4 separate regions of the Mus musculus genome follow, and regions 2, 3 and 4 are each linked to region 1. The links are chromatin contacts, called in public Hi-C, promoter capture Hi-C and targeted proximity ligation maps. All regions are on one chromosome and are shown on one strand. The core of a region is the stretch at or near the end of the contact, and the rest is flanking DNA. Distances in the headings are between cores, read along the strand shown.

What was found. Promoter capture Hi-C pulls out the DNA fragments that hold promoters and counts their contacts. A called contact is a pair of places that touch in the nucleus more often than the background predicts.
Region 2: a contact with region 1 is called in a Hi-C map of B cells, with 5 read pairs.
Region 3: a contact with region 1 is called in a promoter capture Hi-C map of pre-B cells, with 4 times the contacts expected there. A contact is called at or near these places in 2 of 39 promoter capture datasets (cranial neural crest and pre-B cells) and 2 of 9 other capture datasets (adipose tissue and liver).
Region 4: a targeted proximity ligation map of bone marrow-derived dendritic cells shows a contact between it and region 1, with 5 times the contacts expected there. A contact is called at or near these places in 1 of 39 promoter capture datasets (pre-B cells) and 1 of 130 datasets of targeted methods (bone marrow-derived dendritic cells).

Annotation. Positions count from the first base shown.
Region 1 is chr19:6,275,543-6,278,262 of GRCm38.p6, forward strand. Ehd1 (EH-domain containing 1) reads left to right here and starts at 1,354. Exons shown (of 5, transcript NM_010119.5): 1 at 1,354-1,836. The coding sequence starts at 1,433. Gm14963 (predicted gene 14963) reads right to left here and starts at 1,036. Exons shown (of 2, transcript NR_168273.1): 1 at 751-1,036.
Region 2 is chr19:8,785,002-8,787,721 of GRCm38.p6, forward strand. It overlaps Taf6l (TATA-box binding protein associated factor 6 like), which reads right to left and starts at 1,315. Exons shown (of 12, transcript NM_146092.2): 1 at 1,209-1,315; 2 at 121-177. The coding sequence starts at 128.
Region 3 is chr19:3,999,199-4,001,918 of GRCm38.p6, forward strand. Nudt8 (nudix (nucleoside diphosphate linked moiety X)-type motif 8) reads left to right here and starts at 1,382. Exons shown (of 4, transcript NM_025529.3): 1 at 1,382-1,649; 2 at 1,998-2,130; 3 at 2,430-2,507; 4 at 2,598-2,720. The coding sequence starts at 1,456. Tbx10 (T-box 10) reads left to right here. Exons shown (of 8, transcript NM_001001320.1): 8 at 1-314. The coding sequence ends at 50.
Region 4 is chr19:4,120,230-4,122,949 of GRCm38.p6, forward strand. Aip (aryl-hydrocarbon receptor-interacting protein) reads right to left here and starts at 1,346. Exons shown (of 6, transcript NM_001276284.1): 1 at 1,107-1,346. The coding sequence starts at 1,205.

The DNA of each region.
Region 1 (2,720 bases), core at 104-2,603:
AGTTCCCATGATTTTCTGTTGGCTCTAGTGCTGTTGGGGATGGGCCCTACTGGCTTGTGCACGCTAAGCAAGTGCTTCTACCACTAAGCTATGAATTTAGCCTCATCGATAAATATTTTGTCTTTTTTTTTTTTTCTTTTAAGACAGCGTCTGTTGTCGAGGCTGGCCTCAAATCGATGGGTTCAAGTGATCCTCCAACCTTTCCAAACAGTTGAGACCACAACTGTGTGCTAAACAACTCCTCCGGTGCCTTTTAGACTTCTCCAATGGCCCTTAGATCCTCCTGCCACTTGGGTGACCTGATATTAGTTACCTAACAATCATAGTCCCCAAATCTCTGACATCACCCACTAGACACCAGCAGACACAGCCAAGGGGGCTTAGGTGTGGCCAGGTATGATGGTGGGGAACAGCTACCAACTGGAAACAGGTTGGGACTCAGAACGGAACAAGAGATGGTACTGGTGGTGTCCCTGACAGGAAAGCGGAAATTTTGGGGCTTTTAATTTCCCCTAAGTTCCCACAACATTTCATTGTTGCTCAACACTGCCCCTCTTCCTTACAAAGGGTATTTCCGATTTCACTTCCTCCAAACTCATCTAGCCAGAAAGCTGCAACTTTTTACCCCATTCCGCAGCTGGCACCGCCTTGGTGAAAACTCCCCGCTAGGTCACGTCAATTGTTTCCATTGCCGTGTCCCTCTCCCATCAGTCTGAGTGGAGTCCCAGCGCACTCTTCCTCCTTCCTTACCGATATTCCTCTTCCCGGTGTCCTGTACTCCCTCGGCTTTCCCTATTCCCGCTGTCCTGTCCCTCTCCAGAGTCGCTAAAAGACCAAAGGGTGAGGCTCCCGATGCTTTTGGGAGTTCCTAGCCAGCGGAAACACTGCAGTTGGGGAGCGCAGCTGAAGTACTTGGGGGTGTCCGGAAGCCCACACGTGCTAGATGGTGCTCAGACTTAGTACATCTCGACGCCAGACTCTGGCACCCGCGACCGCCACACTTCCACGAGCCATCCCTCGAGGGGCGGAGCAAAACAGGTGCGGTTGCCAAGGCACCGCAGCCACGAGCTCGCGATATTTGAAATCAGCTAATGGGAAGCAGAAGAGGACGTGGCACGCGAATGGGGCGGGGCCTGGAGGGCTCTTCCCCCGCCTCCTCTCGGGCCAGCCTCGAGGCGGCGGCCAGCGTGCGGGAACGCCGGGCTCCGGCTTATTATAAAGGGGCGGCTCGACGAGGTTCGCGCGACCCTCGGCAGAGGGCGCTGTCGTGGTCCTCACGCCGGCCCTCGAGCCTGCGCCTGCGCGGTGCGGGCAGCGCCCCGCCCCCTGCCCCTCTGCCCTCCGCCGGCCGGCCGGCCCCTCCTCGGCCGCGCGCCCCAGTCCCGCTCAGCCACCGCTCCGTCCTGTAGCAGCCAGCCCCGTCTCCGGCATCATGTTCAGCTGGGTGAGCAAGGATGCCCGCCGCAAGAAGGAGCCGGAGCTCTTCCAGACGGTGGCCGAGGGGCTGCGGCAGCTGTACGCGCAGAAGCTGCTGCCGCTGGAGGAGCACTATCGCTTCCACGAGTTCCACTCGCCCGCGCTGGAGGACGCTGACTTCGACAACAAGCCGATGGTGCTCCTGGTCGGCCAGTACAGCACCGGCAAGACCACCTTCATCCGCCACCTGATCGAGCAGGACTTCCCGGGGATGCGCATCGGGCCGGAGCCCACCACCGACTCCTTCATCGCGGTCATGCACGGCCCCACCGAGGGCGTGGTGCCCGGCAACGCGCTCGTCGTGGACCCGCGGCGCCCCTTCCGCAAGCTCAACGCCTTCGGCAACGCCTTCCTCAACAGGTACCCACCCCTTGCCCCCCAGCGCGAGGATACCAAAGGCCTCCGGAGCCATTGCCCCCAGCCGGCCTTTGTCTCCGAGAGCCCCCGCCAGACCCTAGGCGACCACTCCCAGGGACACCGGCTTTGCTGCGTCCCACTAACTACCCGAGAGAAGTTAGAGACTAGGCATCGTCCACTCTTCTGGCTTCTGTCATTCCCAGAACCTTCCAGGTTTTCAGTTTAACTCTCACATCCTCCTGCAGACCCCAGACCTACTTCCCACAGAGCGGGGGGCTGCTGTGAGAAGATGAACCATTGCTGTCCCCCCTTTCTTGTTCCTCATTCTGGAGGCACCCAGCTCATTCTCATGAATCCCCCTCCTCCTCTGGGGTCCGTTTTTAAAGTGTGTGTCCTGGGAAACCTCGAGACTTAGATGTTCCTTTTGCTAGTGTGTCACTCTCTGCGTCACATCTCCAGGGACCAGTGGTTTTGTGTAGGAAGGGCGCGGAGGCTATGCTTTGGTCTGCTGATTTGGGGGCAGCCCCCTTTGAAGGCAGGGGATGAAGGAGTCCCAACACCCCTCCTAAAAGCAGCACTTACGTGAATGCCAAACCAGCCAGGAGTACAGGAGACAACCCTGTCTCAAACACAACAAAACAAAAAAAGCTTAAGTCAGTGTTGCCTCAGGAGACTTCAGGGACTTCAGGGGGTGGTAACACTGTGGCTCCTGAAATGACCAGACCCATAGTCTAGGATAGATTGGATAGACTTCGTGTGTCTCCTGGAGTCTCAGCTTAACCAGTTCCCGGTGAGTTAGAGTCAGCCCCTCAGGATGCTATGAATGAATCACAGTGGCCTGCCTGAGGAGCTCTTAACACCCAGGATCTTTAAGGGCATTGGGGCAT
Region 2 (2,720 bases), core at 65-2,564, 2.5 Mb after region 1:
TCTGTAAGTACCCAACACAGCTCGTTACCATCAACTCCACTCTGTACAGGGATGCTGGGCATCAGCATGCAGCTCCCCAGTAACTGTAAGTTGCACAATAGACCAGGTCAGTACGCTCACCTTTGCATCCCAGGCCTCCAGCAGGGTCAGCACATACTATACCCTCATTAACACTTGCTGAAAAAAAAAAGGATAGCTGTTCCAGACAATGTTGTCTATTCAGTCCTAGAACTCACTCTCTAGACCCTGCTGACCTCCAATTCACAGAGATCTTTCTGCCTCTGCCCACCAACCCATCCCGGTGCTGTTATTAAGGACATGGGTCAATACTTCTGATTTATTCACTTTTATGTGCATTGGTGTTTTGCCTGCATGTATATGTCTGTGTGAGGGTGCCAGGTCCCTTGGAACTGGAGTTACAGACAGGTGTGACCTGCTATGTGGGTACTGAGAATTGAATCTGGGTCCTCCAAGGAGACTAGCCAACTGCTCAGCCATCTTTCCAGCACAGCTATTTTCTAAACACATAAATGCCCATGGCCCCCCCAGTTAGTAATATTGTATGAGATATATAATTGTACACATTTGTCCATTTCACAAAGCTGAGGAAGTCTTAGCTCAGAGAGATTACCTGAACTGTCCAAGACCAAACACTAAGCACCGGGTGATTAGACTGCTGGGTCTCAAACACTGTTGTAATTCGACTCAAGATAATATATTCATGAGCTGTAGGCTTGTGTTTGAACTAGGCCTGGCTTTGTAGCCCAAAGATTTGAAGTCCCATCACTAGACTCAGCACTGGATGAGTACGCTTCAGTTTCCCCATCTGTAAAATGGAACCATGCAGTGCTGCGCAAGTGGAAAGCTAGAAGGGAGTTTCTCTATTATGTAGCCCTGTCTTGATAGCTCACAAAATTCGGTCTGTGACCAAGGTCTCCCACTCTTTAGTCTCGTCCTGCCCACCCTCAGTTCCAAGTCCTCCTGACCAGGAGGCGTGGGAACCGATCTCCAAGGACTTCTACGTTGTGAATCCTCCCACCCACCTTCCTCCCTCCCAGCTCCAAAGGGTGCAGGGTCGAGTGGGGAGATCAGGGATTACAGAACTTGTGTCACGTGCTCGGTGAAGGGGGCGGGGTCCTGCGGGCTCCGTGGCTGGTGAGCAGAGCACCGCGGGAAGCGATCCCTGGATCGGGGCAGGACCTGCTCACCTGCAGACTCCGGGGTTGGGAGGGCGCCTGCTGGGGAGGGACGGCTGCTTCCACTCACCGGCTCACGGTAATTCCCTCTCTCCGCGCCCAGGCTCCGCCCTCCATATGCGGAGCCAATCGGTGGCCGTCTACTGAGTTTTCCGCCCACCAAAGAGGCATACCACCTCAAGATTGGCCAGTGTGTATGTGCGGGTAAAGCCACTAGGGCGACGTTGGTCACGTGAGTGGCGCTTCTTAAAGCAACAGCTCCTTTGGGTTAGCTAACAGGTGTGTGTTCCCTGGCTTACACTGAATTAGAGTTCACCGCATAAAACAAGCTGGTCTTGAACTAATAGGCCTTCCTTTGCTTCCAGGATGCTGGGATCAAAGGTGTGTGCTACCATACCGCTTTCTAGTTTCTGATCTTAAAAAAAAAATTTGAGCTGGTGAGATGGCTCAGTGGGCAAGAGCACCCCACTGCTCTTCTGAAGGTCAAGAGTTCAAATCCCAGCAACCAAATGGCGGCTCATAACCATCCGTAATGAGATCTGACTCTCTCTTCTGGAATGTCTGAGGACAGCTACAGTGTACTTATATATAATAAATAAATAAATCTTTTTTAAAAAAAAAGTTTAATTCTGTATGTGTGCTTGTACTTGCAAATAAGAGAACAACTTTTGAGGGCCAGGTAGTGGTGGAGCATGCCTTTAATCCCACAAAAAATACGGGGGGTGGGGGGGGGGAGAGGGCAACTTTGAGGAGTTGATGCTCCTGTAGGCACCAACAGTGGAACTCAGGTTGTTGGGCTTAAGCAACAAGCTCTTTTACTTGTCTTCACCACTTCACCAGTCCTGCATAAAGCTGGATACCGTTCACTTGGTAACATGCTTGTCTAGTACTTGCAGGACATGAACTAGCCAGCACTTGGGGGCTGAAAGTGGGAGGATAAGAAGTTCAGTATTATCCTTGACTAAATATCAAGATTAAGGCTAACCTTGGATATAGGAAACCCTAAGAAAGTAAAATTTATTTACTGTGGTTTAGGTGATCCAACCTACAGCTTTGCATTTGATAGACAAATGTTCTGCCACTGAGCTATATCCTCTATTTATTTTTTATTTTTAAACACACTGGTTGTATAAGGCAAGGTTATCTGGAGTCACAGAACGAATGGGTAGTCTCTATATAGTAAGGGAATTTGTTGATGATGTACACAGTCTGTTGTCCAACTCTCCAACAACGGTCAGCAGGAGCTGTGAATGGAAGTCCAAGAATCTAGCAGTTGCTTAATCCCACGAGGCAAGCAGAAGAAGAGAGAATTTTCCTTTTTCCAATGTCCTGATTGTAGGTCTCCAGCAGAAGGTGTGGCCCAGGTGTGCCAGCAAGTCTGGATCTGGGACTTGATTTGTCTCAGATGACCTTGCACTCAGAAATCTCCTTGCCTTAGTCTCCTGGGATTCATAGCCACTATGCCTCAAGATCTCCATGCCAAGAGCCAGGTCAGAAACTTGTATCTCCCAGCCTCAAGATCGG
Region 3 (2,720 bases), core at 132-2,631, 2.3 Mb before region 1:
TCCTGCCCACCTCTGCCTTGTGCTTGGTGTCTAATCAAGCCTCGCAGTGATGGCTGAGTGCTGTGGAAGCCCGTTTCCCCTGTGCCCCACCTCTCCTTCCCTCCTCTGTAAGACATCTCCTAAGGCGAGCAGCACAACTGGAAGCTCTACAGCAGTGGGTTCCTGCCTCAAAGTCAGTCTGGGGCCTGCCAGCCTTGGAATCAGGCCTACTTCCTACTCAAAAGCCCTGAATCATGCCCTGCTGCCTCGAGGATGCCTCCTCTAAATCCTGCTTCGAATGTCCTTCCCCCACATTAAACTGCTTGGCAACAGCAGTCACAGTACTTCTGTCCACAGGAACTCCCAGACCAGACAATCCCATCACCTTTATAAGTCTCCAAAAGCTGTACCCAGAGCACAGGGTGATGATAACTGGCTACACCAGCAAGGCTGCGGTTAACCTGGTGTGTCCCCTATTTTGTGCACCCATATAAGGATGGAAGCAGCTCAGAGAGGTTTCGGCTCACAGTCACACAGCAAAGTACAGCTGACACTCATCATTCTATTTAAATGCGATGCTCTAAGGCTGGTTCTGAGAGCCGGGGGTCATCGAAGTGTGCCTAATATGATAGATAGGGATCACACAGGCCAAGGTAGGGATGGGTGTATACTTGGAGAACTAGAGGTAAAAGGCCAGGTTGAAGTCCTCTCGGTAGTCTGGTGGAATAAGGCTGAGGGAGGCGCGTACTCTTCGTTCTCTTGGAGTGGGCGCCCAGAGGCACCTGATGACTCCGACTGTGCTCCGACCCAGAGCTCTTCCTGTGAGACGTTCTGGAAAGCACGGACACCCAGGAGACGAGAGAAAAGGGGCCCAGAAGATCTTCAGCAGCCAGACATCCCAACTCCCGAACCCGAAGTCAGGACCCATTCAATTCAGGTTACTCAAGCGTTCCGGAGACACAGAGTCCAAACCAACTGTGCCACAGATAGGGAAGTCCCTGGAAAGAAACTCAAGCGAAGCTGGCCGGCTTTTCCGGACACGCCTTCCATCAGCTCTAAGCCAGGTCTTTCCTTTAGGTGGCGCTCTGGTCCCTGTACACAAAACCGCTTCTGCCCTCATCTAGCAAACTCCGCCCCAGATGCCCTCTGTCGCCCAATAGCAGCAAAACCCGCCTTAAGCCACACCCCCGAGGTCTCCGAGGATCTGCATCAGCAGGCCTCGTCTGGAACGCCTCCGAGGTTTCAGCAGCCACTGCCTTGTCCATCTCGGAGGCTCTACCTGGGCAGGCTCCGTACCGCCGGCGTCCGAGGCTTTGCAAGGGCAGTCCCAGGCCTGTCCGCCTCTCATACCGGGCTCCGGGAAGCCACGCCTCCTTCCGGCTCCCACTTAGGTCCCCGCCCCGCGCTGGAGCTTGCGCGCTGCGGCGTTCCCTCCCTAGCGGGCTGATCCCCCACTGTGTCCCGGACGTCTGGGACATGCTGCCTGATGGCCTGTCCGCGGAGGACGAGCAGCGCTGCCGGCAGCTGCTAGCACGGACCACTGCCCGGTTACGCTCGCGGCCCGCAGCGGCCGCAGTGCTTGTGCCGCTGTGCCTCGTGCGCGGGGTCCCCGCGTTGCTCTACACGCTGCGTTCTAGTCGCCTGGTTGGGAGACACAAAGGGGAAGTCAGGTACGCCGGCCTTGCCGGCGCACTACCTGTGGCCCGCATACCCCTCTGAATTTTTCCCTTCATAAACAGGACTCTGCCCCTTACCGTAGACTGGAGAGAGGAGATCCGGGGCTCCCCTTCTTTGGCTTCGCCCTCAGCAGAAGTTGAGAACACCCGGGGACGATATCTGCACCACTGGGACACCATAGGCAGACATGGGGTGTCTGAGCCCTAGCATAGTCTTAGCCAGCTGCCAGACCCTCATGTCGTAATCTATATCACAGTGCCTGTCCCCCTTACTCTAATGGCACAGAGAGCTAAACTGCCTCCTGACGACCTGTGGTCCCAAGATTCCCTCTGCCCATTTAGTTTCCCAGGCGGTAAGTGTGATCCCGACGACCAAGATGTAATACATACGGCCCTTCGGGAGACTCAGGAGGAGCTGGGCCTAGAGGTGCCCAAGGAGCACGTGTGGGGTGTCCTGCAGCCAGTGTATGACCGGGTGAGCCACCCTCATCCTATCACAATCAGTAACCCTAGTGGCCGGGGAAGCCAGCCCCGCTCAGTCCAGGACAGGGTCCAGGAAGGCTTGCAGGGTAGGCTGCATCCCTCTAGGCTTGAGTGGCAAGTGGGAGGTTTCCTGGCGGTATACAGGTAAGGGGAACCTGTGAGGCAGCATGGCAAGAAACCAAGGACCGGAACTGGAGGGCTTCACCATGATTACCCAAGACACCCGGATGGCAGGGTAGGGTCTGCTTCCTAAGTTTGCTCCTTCTGACTCTTCACCCTTCTCCTACCCAGGAAAAGGCAACCATAGTCCCAGTACTTGCCAACGTGGGCCCACTGGATCTGCAGAGCCTTAGGCCCAACCTTGAGGAGGTGAATGGTGACTACTGGGGAGTTGGGCTGTCCTAACAGGGGACTCACAGGCAGTCCTCTGTCCACCCTCTTTCTGTTTCTTGCCTACAGGTGGATGAAGTATTTGAGATGTCTCTGGCCCACTTGCTGCAGACACAGAACCAGGGGTATACCCACTTCTGCCAGGGTGGCCACTTCAGCTACACACTGCCTGTCTTCTTGCATGGACCACAC
Region 4 (2,720 bases), core at 96-2,595, 2.2 Mb before region 1:
TACCATCTGGGTCCTGGGGATCTGACCCAGGCCATCAGGTTGGCAGCAAGCACTCTATCCACTAAGCCACCTCACCAGCAGAAGACGGTCCCCCCTCCTGAGCCCCAGTGATTGTTTAATCCTGCCTGCTTCTATTTACCACGTGCCCCTGCTCACAGATTAGTCTTATATTAGTTTATCCTAAGCTTTTCCATCTAGCATCCCTCTTGCCAGGCTCCTTCCAAAGCCTGTTCTCTATCTCCATCTCTCTAATTTTAAGACAGGGTCTCATTGAGTGTCCTGAGCTGGCCTTGAACTCATGCTGTAGCCCAGCTTCACCAGCGGCTGAGACTGTAGGCATGGGCCACCAGGCCCAGCTTGTAGATCCCCTTTTCAAGCACAGCTGATCACTACCACCACATGCCTGCCCTCTGCTCTCAGCATTTACCCCTCACCACATCAGACTAGACTCTCTGCCTGCTGGCTTAACACCACTGGCCAGAGGGCATACATTCATTCACAGAATTCTTGCTTTTGGCTTCACTGGTATCAGCTCCACAACTGTGATTAGAGATCTACAGCAACAAAGCAGGGGAACCTAGAGGTATGGAGTGCCTTAGGGAGGGGCACCTGAACTTGGTGCCCAGATATAAAAGCAATGCTACCATCTATCAGAACGCTGACATAGGAGTTTGGTCTGGAAAACTGGATCTCTGGGACTCTGTGTTTTTTTTAGTTCCAGGACCTCAGTTTCCCTATGTAAACAATGAGAATTGTCCTAGATGGTTTCAGAAGGCCCCTTTACTCAAAACTGCATGAGCTTTGAACCTTCAGGTACGGGTATCAGCACTGAGGTCACACCCACACCAAACCATTTTGAGATGACTGACACCCACCCCTGTCCAATGCAGTCCTAAAGCAAAGCCAAGGGGCGGAGTAGACATATCTGAATTAACTCCCACTTAAATCCAGACCAATCAGCGTCGAGCTCGGCATGTGAGAGGTAGCCTGACTGGCAGCTGCTCTCTGGGCATGCGCAACCTCTCACCTACGGCCTCCTCCCGCCTCGCATGCGCACCGCGCTTCAGAAGAGACGCTGGGAAAGTGGGGAGAGGATGGACACAAACCTTAGTGCCATCCTGAAAGTCCGGCAACTCTCCTCGGCCCTCCTGTATCACACGCTTTTGGATCCCGTCCTCTCGAAGTCTTGCGATGAGATCCGCCATCCTCCTTCCCCGCTGCTCCCTTTCGGCAACTTCCGGACTCGCTCGGTAGCTTCCGGACCTGTTTCGGCAACTCCTAGCGCCTCGGCAGCTTCTGAGCAAGCGCCATTTTGACTGAGGGCAGAAGCCAAAAAAGGGAGGGAATGAAGAAAAGAGCCGTGATTGGTTCCTAATGCTACGGCTTTAACGCGGCACTGGGGGCGGAGCCTGAGCCTGCTTAGGGGCGGGCCTTTGGTTGTCCCTCCCCTGCCAGTTGTGCTTAGTTGGCTTTATAGGGGTTGCAGCTCTCCTAGCTGTGTGCCACTCCATTTAAGTTGTAGATGCCCTATTATCGGCACTTCAGTTAGAAAAATGAAAAACGAAAAACACCGCTTCACCTGTGTATTCCCTTTGGGCCTTTTTTGTTTTGCTTTGTTTTGTTTTTTAGAGGCAGGGTTTCTCTGTGTAGCCCTGGCTGTCCTGGAACTCACTTTGTAGACCAGGCTGGCCTCAAACTCAGAAATCCGCCTGCCTCTGCCTCCCAAGTGCTGGGATTAAAGGCGTGCGCCACCACCGCCCGGCCCCTTTGGCCCTTTTATTTTGCATACTTTAGCATAAGTTATAACATCTAGATTCTGGACTCTAGATTCACTTGTCTTAAGAAAAAAAAGGAAGGAAACCCGGTGTGGTGACACATACTTCTCTGTAGTGTCTTCATCCCTTATATCATAACCAGGAAGATTATTTTCTTTCCCCTGAGCCCCAAGTCACATACTCTGACTGCTTCACTTTCCAGCAAAAAGTCTTGAGGGGCTGGAGAGATGGCTCAGCAGTTAAGGGCACTGACTGCTCTTCCAGAGATCATGAGTTCAAATCCCAGCAACCACATGGTGGCTCACAACCATCTGTAATGAGATCTGATGCCCACTTCTGGTGTGTCTGAAGATAGCTACAGTGTACTTATATAATAAATAAATAAATAAATCTTAAAAAAAAAAAGTCCTCAGAGAGGGGACTTTCTGAAGGGAAGAGGAAACATGCTTGGGTTTGTTTTCTATCAACACAGAGAGCTTACAGGCGAGCTAAGTAGTCTGCTGTACTCATCTTGCAGAAAGTACAACAGAAGGAAAGCTGACCGATATGGCTGATAAGTATACACCAGAGCATGAAAGATGTAGATAGATAAAAATAATAACATATTATCCAGGTTGTTGTGGTACACGCCTTTAACCCCAGCACTTGGGAGGCAAAGGCAGGTGGATCTCTGAGTTCAAGTTCAGATTGGCCTACAGAGGGAGTTCCAAGACAGCAAGAGAAACCCTGTCTTGAAAAACTAATGATAACAACAATAACAACAACAATAATAATAAATAAAATGTTAAGCTAGGGACTGAGAGTGTAGCTCAGTGTTGGAACATTTGCCTAGCATTTGAGAGGTCCTGGGTTCTTTCTCTAGCATACACACACACACAAATTAAGCTAATTTAATACACTACATAATCCTATCAGTATTCTCAGTGAAATATCAGTCACGAAAAA